Linked DNA regions of Mus musculus: region 1 is linked to region 2. Evidence: chromatin contacts called from public HiChIP or PLAC-seq data. All regions are on one chromosome and are shown on one strand. Each heading gives the region's core, a stretch centred on a gene start, on an enhancer-like site or on the middle of the called end of the contact. The rest is flanking DNA. Distances are from core to core; before and after follow the strand shown.

Evidence for each region. HiChIP or PLAC-seq counts read pairs in DNA pulled down with a chosen protein or histone mark.
Region 1: a BATF HiChIP or PLAC-seq map of CD8 T cells shows a contact between it and region 2, with 54 read pairs. The contact joins the promoter of Ccr7 here to the enhancer-like site in region 2. A contact is called at or near these places in 18 of 39 promoter capture datasets (the 3T3-L1 cell line, 3T3-L1-derived adipocytes, the C10 cell line and 12 more), 2 of 15 datasets of contacts at CTCF or cohesin (CD8 T cells and large pre-B cells), 40 of 484 Hi-C or Micro-C datasets (B cells, CD4 T cells, CD8 T cells and 16 more), 8 of 115 datasets of contacts at active chromatin or transcription factors (CD8 T cells, differentiating embryonic stem cells, embryonic stem cells and 2 more) and 3 of 9 other capture datasets (adipose tissue, embryonic stem cells and pancreatic islet).

Annotation. Positions count from the first base shown.
Region 1 is chr11:99,153,462-99,159,437 of GRCm38.p6, forward strand. It overlaps Ccr7 (chemokine (C-C motif) receptor 7), which reads right to left and starts at 1,616. Exons shown (of 3, transcript NM_007719.2): 1 at 1,528-1,616. The coding sequence starts at 1,537.
Region 2 is chr11:99,100,729-99,106,766 of GRCm38.p6, forward strand. No RefSeq gene overlaps it. Among named protein-coding and RNA genes, the nearest start is that of Tns4, 14 kb to the left of the region's middle. Within about 2 kb of position 4,448, at least 140 of the 459 cell types and tissues checked have an H3K27ac peak or open chromatin away from gene starts, as enhancers often do. A contact at or near this core is called in CD8 T cells, the G1E-ER4 cell line, the HPC-7 cell line and 10 more, where this site is marked.

The DNA of each region.
Region 1 (5,976 bases), core at 366-2,865, 50 kb after region 2:
TTAATGGGACCGACTAAGGTCAATTGGGATGGTAAAATTTACACCATGGAAATTGGCAAATGCTGTAAATTTAGAACCTTTCCCTATTCTGGGAGCCACATTTTAGGAAGGTGGAGAAGATCTTTGGTGGATGGTGTGGGTTCTCTGAGACTATGGCTGGTGGAGGTAGATACCTGAGGTGTAGGCTTAGAAAGCAGGCAGGTGGGAGGAGAAGCTGGAATAGATATTTGCTTTCTAAAATATACTTAGAGAGGCTGATTCTATCCATCCATCCATCCACACATCCATCCATCCATCCATCCATCCATCCATCCATCCATCCATCCATTCCTCCATCCCTCTCTCCCTCCCTCCCATCAACACTTTTTACTTACACCCAAAACATCTGAGAGGCAGAGGTGTAAGAACAAAATCCTGCTTCCCATGAGTTCATAGCCAGCAGAGGTGGACCCCACTATATACCTTCCACAGCTGGATCTAGATCTAGGGTGCAATGCACGCTGGGCAGGAGAGACAGATAAAGATGCTGCTGGCTGTGGTGTGGCTTGGAGGGGGTGTGAGGACAGCACCAGGGAACCTTCACTTTTTAAAGTCAACCCCTTGTGGCTTTGAGGCTGGTGAGCGGAACTCTAGGAACTTGGCCCCTCCAGCCCCAGCCGAGTCTGACTCTGCAGCCGAGATTTAAGATGTGTAACTGGGGTGTCTGGAGCTGGACTCCCCTTGGCACTTTGCTATAGTAGACACTGAGGCTTGCCTGGTAGAATAGCTTGTTATAGAGAGGGCTGTGGTGTGTGGGCTTTGTTTTAGGGGCTGTGCTGTGCTGGCTACAGTTTCTCTACGTGGAGTGCCCCCTGGGCCACTCAATTTTATGTTAGTCATTCACCCTTTAACCTGCAAGAGGCACAAAACCTGGGATGTGTAGGAGGGAGGAAGGGAGGGAGGAAGACAGACAGAGACAGACAGACAGATGACAGGCAGAGACAACAAGAGGCAGAGGTGGCAGCTAGTATTTGTATTGCACTATGCACAGCACAGTTTCCATCAGTTTCACTCTTCTCGTGAGCAAGGAGATTCAAATCCTGGTTTAACAGGACAGAAAGGAGGGACCCAGAGTGGGAGCAGGGTGTCCTGAACTCTCTAAAGAGAATTTTCTTAGTCCCCAGAGGTGCCAGAGAACATCACCCATCCCTACCAGCTGAGAACGTGTTCTATCCAGGCATCAAGGTCAGTCTACCAGGCTGTTCATTGCCTGCTGCTTGAGAGGACCCAACTTTATGCCTGTGTCTGTCTTGGCATCCACAGCTGTTCCTTCCCCTGGGTCTGAAAGAGCAGGTACATCCTCTCTCCAATGCCTCATCCAACGGGATGGCATTCTCTGAAAGCAGCCACCAGTTCACACCAACTGCCCTGATTGCTCTGGAAACTCCCCCCCCCCCCCATGACCCCTATCCCCCATGCATGTTCATTGCCCTAGAGTCTGGCTTTGTGTCAGAAGTTTTGACTTCTCTTAAGAGAAAGCTTACTTACCTGGGTCCATGGTGCTCTGGGGGCTGTAGAAATCACACAGGAAGGCTGTGCTTTTGGTTCTTGTCTCTCTCCAGCTAGCCCTCTCTGGCAGGGAGGAAGTGGTAAGAGCCCCTTTTAAGTTGTTCCAGAGCCCCTCCCACTCCTGTCCCACCCCTCAGAGTCTTCCTGGGCCACAAGGTATGTGATAACCACATTCGGCTGTCATAGGATCCTGAATCACTGAGTCGTTTGCCTTCAGAAAGCCCCTGGTAGTAGTGCCTTGTAGAGACTCAGGGAGGAGCTGCTTACATCTGTGAGTGCCAAGCACGCCTGGGTGGCTGCTGTGGGGTGAGATAGGCTGAGGCTCGGGAGTCAGAGGTGTACTTGCATCCTTCTCTTGGTTTTGAATAAAAGTCTCCCTTTCAGTATGAACTTGATCAGTGGCTATTGTCCCAGCAGCCGCCAGGCAGCCCCGACATACACCTGCGCAGCCAGGGTGAGGTCTGTTGAACGGTCCGGCCAGCAAGGCTTCAGTGACACAACCACGAAGTGAAAGTTTGAGTGTTTATTTTTAGTACTTAAGCTAAACATCACAGGACCTAGATGCTAGATATGAGGGTGCCTGGAGCCCCTCGGCTTTCTCTACTAACCGAGAGGACATCAAGTCTAAGTCATTATCCAAACTGGTTCCCCAAGAAGAGATTTTATTTATTTATTTATTTATTTATTTATTTATTTTATTTTATTTTATTTTATTTTATTTTATTTTATTTTTGTCAGTGCCATGATTGTCCTAGAACTTGTTCTGTGGACCTAGCTAGCCTCGAACCCATGGAGATCTACCTGCATCTGCCTCCCGAGTGCTGGTATTAAAGACATATGCCACCATGCCTGGCCTATTTTTATTTTACTTTTTTTATTCTTTGTGACCACACCCATTTTCCCCCACAGGGAAACTGATTGATATATTTATTGGCATTTTTAATTGTTGTGCCTGTGTGGTGTGTATGGTGTGTGTACACACGTGTATGTGTGCGATCGTATGCGTGAATGTGGGGATTTTATGCCATTGCACGTGTGAAGATCAGAGACAATGTCAGGTGTCAGCCTACTTCCATTCTGTTGCAGGTATCACGTCTTTATTGAGTGCCCCATTCTATACTAAGGTGAGCTGGCCTTCTGGGTGCGTGGTCTCTTGTCTCTGCTTCCCATCTCCTTGGGGGACTGCTAGGATGACGAATGCTCATGCTACTGCCAAGCTGCTTATGAGGGTTCTGGGATTTGGACTCAGTTCCTCGTGTTTGTGGGGCAATTCTCTGTTAGCTACTAAGCCACCTCCCCAGTCCAAGGAGTGGGTTTAAAACAAGCATAGAGATCATGTGGGGACTGTGGGTGGCCATTGAGTTCTAGAGCAAATATCTAAATGTTCCATTTCCAGGAGAGACACCTGTAAATTTTTTTATCTCTAGCCACTGATTGTAGACAATTCAGTGAGCGACAGGACCCGACACAGAGCTCAGAATGACTTAGCCCTTCTTCTGTATTAACTAGTTAAAAACAGGGGGCTGGAGAGATGGCTCAGTGGGTAAGAGCACTGACTGCTCCTCCAGAGGTCCTGAGTTCAATCCCCAGCAACCACGCGTTGGCTCACAACCATCTGTAATGGGACCCGATGCCCTCTTCTGGTGTGTCTGAAGAGAGTGACAGTGTACTCATATACATAAGATAAATAAATAGTTAAAACAGTTGCCATGACAACATAACCCTTTAGGCACTCACTTGATACCCTTGCTCTGCTCTGCATACAGGGACTACATTTCCCGGACGACTTTCCCTCTAGCTTCTGGAGAGAATTGGCCATGAGGTTATACTGACAGGTAATGGAAGGTTGAAAGAAAGGAATTCATCTGTGTTTCCTTCCTTTCTTTTAAAAGACAACAGCTCTAGTTAGCTATAGTTCATATCTAAATTCACCTTTGAAAACGATTCATTGATTTTTATTTTATGTGTATGAGCATTTGCCTGAGTGCCTTTCTGTGTACCACCTGTGTGCCTACAGCCCGTGGAGGTCAGAAGACGGCGTCAGATCCTCTGGAACTGGAGTTACAGGCCTTGTGAGCTGATGTGTGGGTGCTGGGAACTGAGCCTGGATCCTCAGCAAGAGCATCAAGTGTCCTTAACTGTTGCGCCATCTCTCCCGTCCCCACATTTCCTCTTTTAAAGTAGACATTTCTGTGGTGTTTATATAGTCACGGCGTTTATTCGCCACGGTAAACTTTGAATCATTTTTAGTCAGATCTCCTCAGCCATTATTTCCGATGATTCCCATGTCCTTTCCACCTGTGCACATAACTGCTCTGAGCCGCAGACCTACTTTCTTTCTGTAGATTTGCTTCTGTTGATTAATGCACATAAATAGACACAATGTTACCTTCATATCTATCTTCTTTTAATTAGGTTCATCTATATGGAGTATGTTTCAACTCTCCACTCCTTTCTGTGGCTGAATAATATTCCATTGTGTGGATATACCACATTTGTTTTATCTACTATTAGTTGGCTATTTGGATTGTTTCTACTATTTAGTTATCATGAGTATTGTTGCTATAAATATTCATTTACAAGGGTTTTTGGGGGGGGCATGTATAATTTGTTGTATTTAGTTTTTTATTCCTGTGAACAGATGGCAAGACCAAGGTAACTTATATAAGAAAGCATTTAATTGTAGGCTTGCTTACAGTTTCAGAGGATGAGTTCACATCCATCATGGTGGATGATGGCATGGCAGGAGGCAGGCAGGCAAACAAGGTATGGGAGCAGTAGCCGAGAGCTTTCATGTTGAGGCATGAGGGAAGGAAGGAGAGAATGGGGGTGGGGGAAGGGAGAGGGAGAAAGAGCTGTGTGCAGGCATGTGGCACAGCATGCTTGTTGAGGTCAGAGGACATCTTGCAGGAGTAAGTCTCCTCTTCCCACCAGGTCTACTCCTGGGATCAAACTCAGGTTGTCAGGCTTGTCAGCAAGCACCTTTACCCATTAAACCATCTTGCATACCCCAGAACCCTATATGTTTTGTTTTAGTAATTATCTAATTCATTCATTCATTCATTCATTCATTCATTCATTCATTCAACAAACAGATATTTGGCATGCACTTATGTGTTAGGTATAGTGATGGACAGTATTGATCCAAAGACAAGCACACATGATCCTTGGCCTTGCTTAACTTACATGGAGTGAGTAGTCTGTTTGGACTCTTAAAATACCATGGACTGGATGTCTTACACAACAGAAATATGTTTCCTCATGGTTCTAGAGGCTGGAAGTCCCAAGGCAAAGGCCAGTAGGGTCAATTTCTGGTAATGTCACTCACATACCAATTCCATGGAACCAGGACCCTACTCTATAGTGCTATTTAATTTAAATAACTTCCTTAGATTCTCTACGTAGCAGTAGTTAGCTAAATCATTTTGTGCTCCCGATTCGTCACACCCATGCACCTGCCCAAGAGCTATCTGGATTCAAGAATGAAGCACACACACACACACACACACACACACACACACACACACACCAGTTAATTTTAAATATGCTTTGACTAGCTCAAAGGCTGGGCAGTTCTAATCTTCCCTGTGGCTAGAACACATTTCCCTTTGGTACTCCTGGCTTAATGCCCTCTAATTCTATATTTTATCTTTGTTGCCCTGGCTCCTTCTGGGTGCCCCTACCCCAGTCTTTGCTGCCCAAGACACTTCTGAGCTGTTCCTCCAGGGCCCGAATTCTTTCTCTCCTACATTTCGGATGCTTTTCCTTTTGCGTCTCTAATTCTGATCTGTTTCCCTCCAAACCACGACAATGCTCTCTCCTTCCTCTCTCCCAGTTCCCAGCCTGAGCAAATCTAAAGGTCTTGTTTCAGTCTACCTGCCCAACCATTGGCCATTGGCTCTTTTTTGATTGATCAAAAACCAATTGGGGACAAGGATCTTTAGTGTTTGGACATGCAGTTTCCCGATTTTGGGGGCTGGATTAATTCAAAGCATTAAAACCAACCCCCAACAGCTTTATTCTCAAATCCAGCCATCGTAGGGTCATAACTTTAGCATATGATCTTTGTGGGTGATGGTGGTAGGGAGTATCCAGTCCACCACAGTGAAGAAGATAGACAAAGATGGATCTTGTCTTATCAACAGAGGGTTCTGATGAAGTCCTGTAATTTTAGCACTAAGAAGCTGAGGCAGGGGCTGGACAGATGGCTCTGCAGTTAAGCGCACTGGCTGTTTTTCCAAAGGACCTGGGTTCAGTTCCCAGCACCCACATGGCAGCTCACAACTGTCTATGACTCCTGATCCAAGGGAGCTGGCACCCTCATATATACAGTCAGAACACCAATGTACATAAAATAAAAGTAAATTATTAAGAGGAGGAAGAGGAGGAGGAGGAGGAAGGCTGAAGAGACAGCACAGACATTCAAAG
Region 2 (6,038 bases), core at 3,198-5,697:
TGGGAGGAGGCAAGGGAGGGGAAAACATGATAAAAATATATTTTATAAAACCAAAACAAATGAACAAACCAAGCAGCCAGCCAATCTGGGCATGGTGCTGAGCATCGGTGATCCCAGCTCTGAGGAGGCGGAGCCAGGCGGCTCCCAGCATGGTCTTCCATCCAGAGGGTCTAGTCTACTCAGCAGGCTCCAGGCCAGTGAGAGAACCCTCTCAGTGAACACGAAGGATGGAGGCTCCTGAGTAACCAGTGACAGCCATGCTGTCCTCTAGCATGCTTGCACATGTGTGTAGCATGCGCATGAATGAAGCTCAGTCACGAGAGTGTATGCACACAAACATGCTCACACATGCACAGATGCATGAACATGCTCACACACGTGTACACAGATGTGAGCATGCTCATACATGCATGCTCACTTGAACATGCTCAAACATGTACATACACATGAACATACATGCATGTGCACACATACATGAACATGCTTATACACATGCACTCACACACACACATGTGTTCAAACACAAACTGGTATTGGGTTTTTCTTTCTTTCTTTCTTTCTTTCTTTCTTTCTTTCTTTCTTTCTTTCTTTCTTTCTTTCTTTCTTTCTTTCTTTCTTTCTTTCTTTCTTTTTGAGACAGTGTTTCTCTGTGTAGCCCTGGCTGTCCTGGAACTCACTCTGTAGACCAGGCTGGCCTCTAACTCAGAGATCCGCCTGCCTCTGCCTCCCAAGTGCTGGGATTAAAGGGGTGTGCCACCACTACCTGGCTCGGGCATTGGTTTAAGTCACTAAATTGATGGGTTTTTTGTTTGTTTGTTTGTTTGTTTGTTTGTTTGCTTGTTTTTTTGTTGTTGTTACAAAGTAACAGAGGATGAATCCAATCCATAAATTCAAATATTCAAAAGTCCTACATCAAAATCAATCACTGTTAAAGTATGTATTGTGACATGTACCTTCACAATAACCTCGAAGGCTAGGCTCACGGTCCTAGTTCTCTGATAATCTGGAGTTCTGCTCCAGGAGGCAGCTGCCCAGGGGAGGGCTGGCCCCTTGGAGCGCATGCCTTGCCTAAAGTCTCATTTTTCTTATCTCATTCTTGTTTCCATCTTGGACTCGAAGGTGTGGATAGCCCACCCCAGAGAAGCCAAATTCCATTCGATCCCTTCCAATGGGCTGGCCCCTGGGAGCAGGGTGTGGTTTGCTTTGGGTTCCTGCCTGATTGGGAGGAATGCTGTGTGAGAGGAGACCACAGCTCTGGTGAGCATGTCCACTTGGACCCACAGACTCCTCATCCCCCAGAGTTGTCGGCCCCTTTACAGCCGATGGCTGTAAATACATGATTCCGTTTATTATGTTAACTGTGTATCCCATAACCCCCACAGATGACATTTAGCACATTCACAATATTGCGTGAACGCTATTTTCTACCTAGTTGTGGAACATTTTTTTTTTCCCACTCCAAATGCTCTATCTCCATTAAACAGCCAGTTCTCTCCCTCTACCCCAGGTCTAGGCAACCACCAATCCGTGCCTGTCTTTGTGGCTTTACCTATTCTGGATATTGATTATAAATGGAATCTACAACCTGTGGCTTTTTCTGTCTAGAACTGTTCTCCTAGCGTGACTCCTGCATTGTGACTGAGTGACCAAGGACAATATAGCTAGGTCCCAGTAGCATCTTAGATGGTGCTGGGCTGCAAGGGGGTGAGGGGTGTGTGTGAGGAGAAGCCAGTTAGCTCTAAACTCTACCTCTTTGTCCCTTTCTGCTCTGTTCATTTTGGTACCTGTCCCAGTAGAATATGCCACTGAAACCTGGGGACCCCAGGAAACAGCCTGTCTCACAATGTCTCCTGATCTCTGCAACCTGACCCTGAATCCTGCCTAGCTACTAGACAAGACTGGTGTAGACCTGTCCCGGGAGGTTCCAGGGTCTATTTCCCAGTTCTCTCTGGTCAGGGTGTTGCAGTTGATTTCAGGAAAAGACACAACCTCTTGTGACAGTTTTGAGGTCACAGTGGGTGTCAGGGGGAAGAGGACATGGCCTTGGGAGTTGGGGTTGCCTCATTGCTGTGTCTGGAAGGTAGAAGGGAGTCCGGCTTGGCGCCAAGGAAGGCAGAAGGCCCCAAGAGCAGCTTAGACCTTCACCCGAGGAGTTCACTTATTTCAGAGAAACTTAATCTCACACTGTTTGTTCTCCACTCTGCAGACGCCTCAACTGAGGAAACCATTGGCATTTTATTTGAAGGAGAATTTGTCCCCAGACCCCCCCCCTCCCTCCCCACTCACCAGTGGGAGAGTGCCAAGGCTCCAGTCACTGCTACCAACTCCAACAAACCCCAAACCACAGGCATGTAAGCAGGTCACCTGGGGACAACAGGAGGATGTGGCTGGACAGCGAATGGACCCATGTGTTGTTTTGTGACAAGGGCATTTGGATTTCAGTGTCCACGGACCTTGGCGTTGATCTAAGCCCTGCCACTCTGGTCATGGGATCTTAGGTGGTCACCTCTGTGACTGACCACACTCTCCTGGCCAATCCGGGTCTCTGACAGACCCATTTGAGGAACTTGACCTTGGACAGAAGAGAAGAACCACAACTGGGGATACGGGGGTCAGGAGTGGGGTGGGATAGGATTTGCCAGTCTCCAGGCTCCACAGGCTGAGCCAGAGAAGCACTTAGCAACAGCCTTAGGCCTTTACAAAAATGATTTTTTTTTAAAAAAAGATGGATCTTGCTAAGTTGTCTACACTGGCTTTGAATCTTCAATTCTCCACCCACCTGTCAATTAGCTGGATTATGGGGCACACTGTGATCCCCAGCCGGAGTCATACTGAGGTTGAAATGAAATGGACCTGGGATTAAGACGTCTACTAATAAAGGAAAGCACTCAGTCTTAGAAAGAAAGCCATTTGTCCTAAGTCATGCTGGCAGAGTGCATATCCACCCCAGTGTTCATGAAGCACGGACTTAACGCTCAGAGGAGTGGAGAGGCCTGAGGGATTTCAAGCTGGGCAGGACACAACAAGATGTGTGTTTTGGGAATTGTTGTTTGTTTTGTTTTCCAAATCAGGGTTTCTCTGTGTAGCCCTAGCCGGACCAGAACTTCGTCTCTGTAGACCATAGAGATCCGCCTGCCTTGGCCTCACGAGTGTTGGATTAAAAGTATACACCACAGCTGGACGTGGTGGCGCACGCCTTTAATCCCAGCACTTGGGAGGCAGAGGCAGGCGGATTTCTGAGTTCGAGGCCAGCCTGGTCTACAAAGTGAGTTCCAGGACAGCCAGGGCTACACAGAGAAACCCTGTCTCGAAAAACAAAACAAAACAAACAAACAAACAAACAAAAGTATACACTACCATGCCTGCCCGTGTTTGGGAACATTTTTCTTGGCTGTATCGGAGCTGGGGGAGTGATGGGTAAAGTGTTTGAGAAATAGTAGCTTTAAAAATGTCACAGGGCCAGAGACTTGGCTCAGCGGTTAAGAGCACTAGCTAGCTGCCCTTCTAGAGGACCTGAGTTTGATCTCCAGCACCGGCATGGTGACTTACAACCATCTATGACTCCAGCCTTAGGGGATCTGATGTCGTCTGCTGTCCTCCAAGGGCATCAGCACCTATGTGACACACTGACGTATATGCAGGGGAAATACATATACACACATAAAAAAAATTAAGAAAATTGAAAAAAGCTTATTCTAAATTGTGTGCGTGTATGTCTGTGTTTGTGTGTGTGTGTGTGTGCCTGTGTGTCTGTGTTTGTGTGTGTGTTTGCGCGTGTGTGCTGGGTTGTACACATTTAAGTGCGGATGCCTGTGGAGGGCTAGAGAGAGAGCATCATTATCTCTTGGAGTGGAGATACAGTAGTAGTGAGTGCTGGGAACCAAACTCAGGTCCTTCCTAAGAGCAGGACATAGTCTTAACTCCTGAGCCACCTCCGAAGCTCAGTGGTTCTCAGCCTTCCCAATGCTGATCCTCATGTTGTGGTGACACACACCCCACCCCCCAAGCATAAAATGATTCCGTTGTTACTTCATAAGTGTAACTTTGCTGTTATGAATCATAAGGTAAATATCTGATATGCAGGATGTCTGATGCTCGACCCCTGTGCAACCCACAGGTTGAGAGCCGCTGCTTTGTTGGCTTCTGTGCTGGGTACAAAGGCTGGCAGTCACTCATGGCCAGGGCTGCAGATGGTGGCTTGAAGCCTGTTGAGACACTGATGCTTGTGAAGTCAGAGGCATAGAGGATGATCCTCTTTACACAACTGCTGTGCCCTCCGGGCATAACACAGTGCCCGGCACCCAGACCTGCTCAATCAATGCTTGTTTAACAGCTCTCTCATATTTTCAAATACCAATGATTAAGAGAATCATTGGTGAATGAATTGCCTACCCCACCCAGACGGGAAAGTGTGGCTTTGATCAGGTTCTTCCGTTTCTGAGAAAACCACCATTTCCTGTGGCTTTGATCTGAAGCCCTGATTCTCAACTGTCCCGCCCCAGCCAACAGCTCTAGCTTACCATTTCCTGTTTTCTGACCATCTTATCTCTCTCTCCAGCAAATGATCCTTGGCTTTCTCTTTCTAGGTGACTCCTTCTAGGCAGCCCCCCTCCCAGCACTCCCCCCCCTGTGCCCCCACACCTCTAGCTCTTCCTCTCAGTGTCTCTGGGACAAGAGAGATGATTAACTAGATTAAAGGTGCAAGGCCTTCCTGGGTCTGGCTCTAAGCCTCCTGCAGGCAGAGGTCAGGACTGGGGCTGGGTCTTGATCCACATCCTGCAGGAGGGTGTTAGGGATAGAGGTTTGATGGAGACAGAACAACCAGGAATGTGTATAATCTCAGACTGTGATGGAGCTTGGAGCTTGGAGAGAAAGTTACATTTCAGACTTTGGAATATCAGGGAGGAGTCCCCCAGACTAACAAAAACAGACCAACCAACAAACAAGAAACCCCGAAGACAGTAGGTGTTAGCTCTGCAAAGAGGGATATGGAGGAGCGTGCAGGTGGTAGCAACTGCACGTGCAAAGGTCCTGGGGTAGGTAGGAGAAGTGGTAGCCTCTTAAGGGCTGAACGAACACTTAGTGTAACCTACATCACAAATGGTGAAATGAGGCTAAGGAGGTAGCCTAGGGCTAGCCCTTGAGCACCAGGCTAGACACTTGGCTTTATCCCTAGATCAGTGAGAAGCCACAGAACATCTGAATAGGCATTGATGTGACCCTGTGTTTTGAAAGGCCCTGCGTGGCTACCAGACAACAGGGCAAAGGGTCAAATGAAGAGGGAGATCCAAGGTTGTAGCTGCTCAGAGGCAGCAGAGGCAGGATGGTGGTGATGGAGGAGGAGTTCTAGGCACATGATTTTTGTCTGGAGATCATGTTGTCAGTGGGCACCCTCAGGTGTCTGCCCTAGGGAGCCGGAGAGCTTCGCTGGACTTTGCCTCCCACTGGGTGAGCCAGACAGGCTGAAAGGGCAAAGTCCCGAGGTATGTTCAGGTAACACGTGCAGAAGACACATGCAGCTGTACAAACTGGGACCCTGGGAAAGCCTCCATCAAGGTCTCCCCCACCACTTGTGTTTACAGCATTTTTGATGCTAAGGATCTTTGTAACTCCTAGGGCATGCTCCCCCACGTCCTAGCAAAGACCCATTCCTTTTAAAGCCTCAGGCAGTCCTGAGCTGAGGGTTGCTCCTGGAGGGGTCGATGGGGCCAGTGAGAGGGGCGTCCAGACCTGGTCTCCTCTTCCTGCCTCTGACTCAGGTTCTTGCAAGTTCATTCCTCTGTAACCTGATTACTCACGGAGCCTCCACCCTTCCCACACAGGCCCGCACCCTTCCCTGGAGGAGGGGTGGATAGAGGAACCCTGAGGTTGTGGGAGCATAAACCTAACAGCCGCCGCACCCCCTAAGCTCCAACCCCAGAGTAAGGTCTGAGTCTCCCCTTCCGGGTGGAAGCTCTCCAGGGTTACAGAAGCTTCTTGGCTTTGGGCCTGAATCTGCTAGGAGCCCAGCAGGAGTGTGGAGGCCTTGGTGTCAGTAA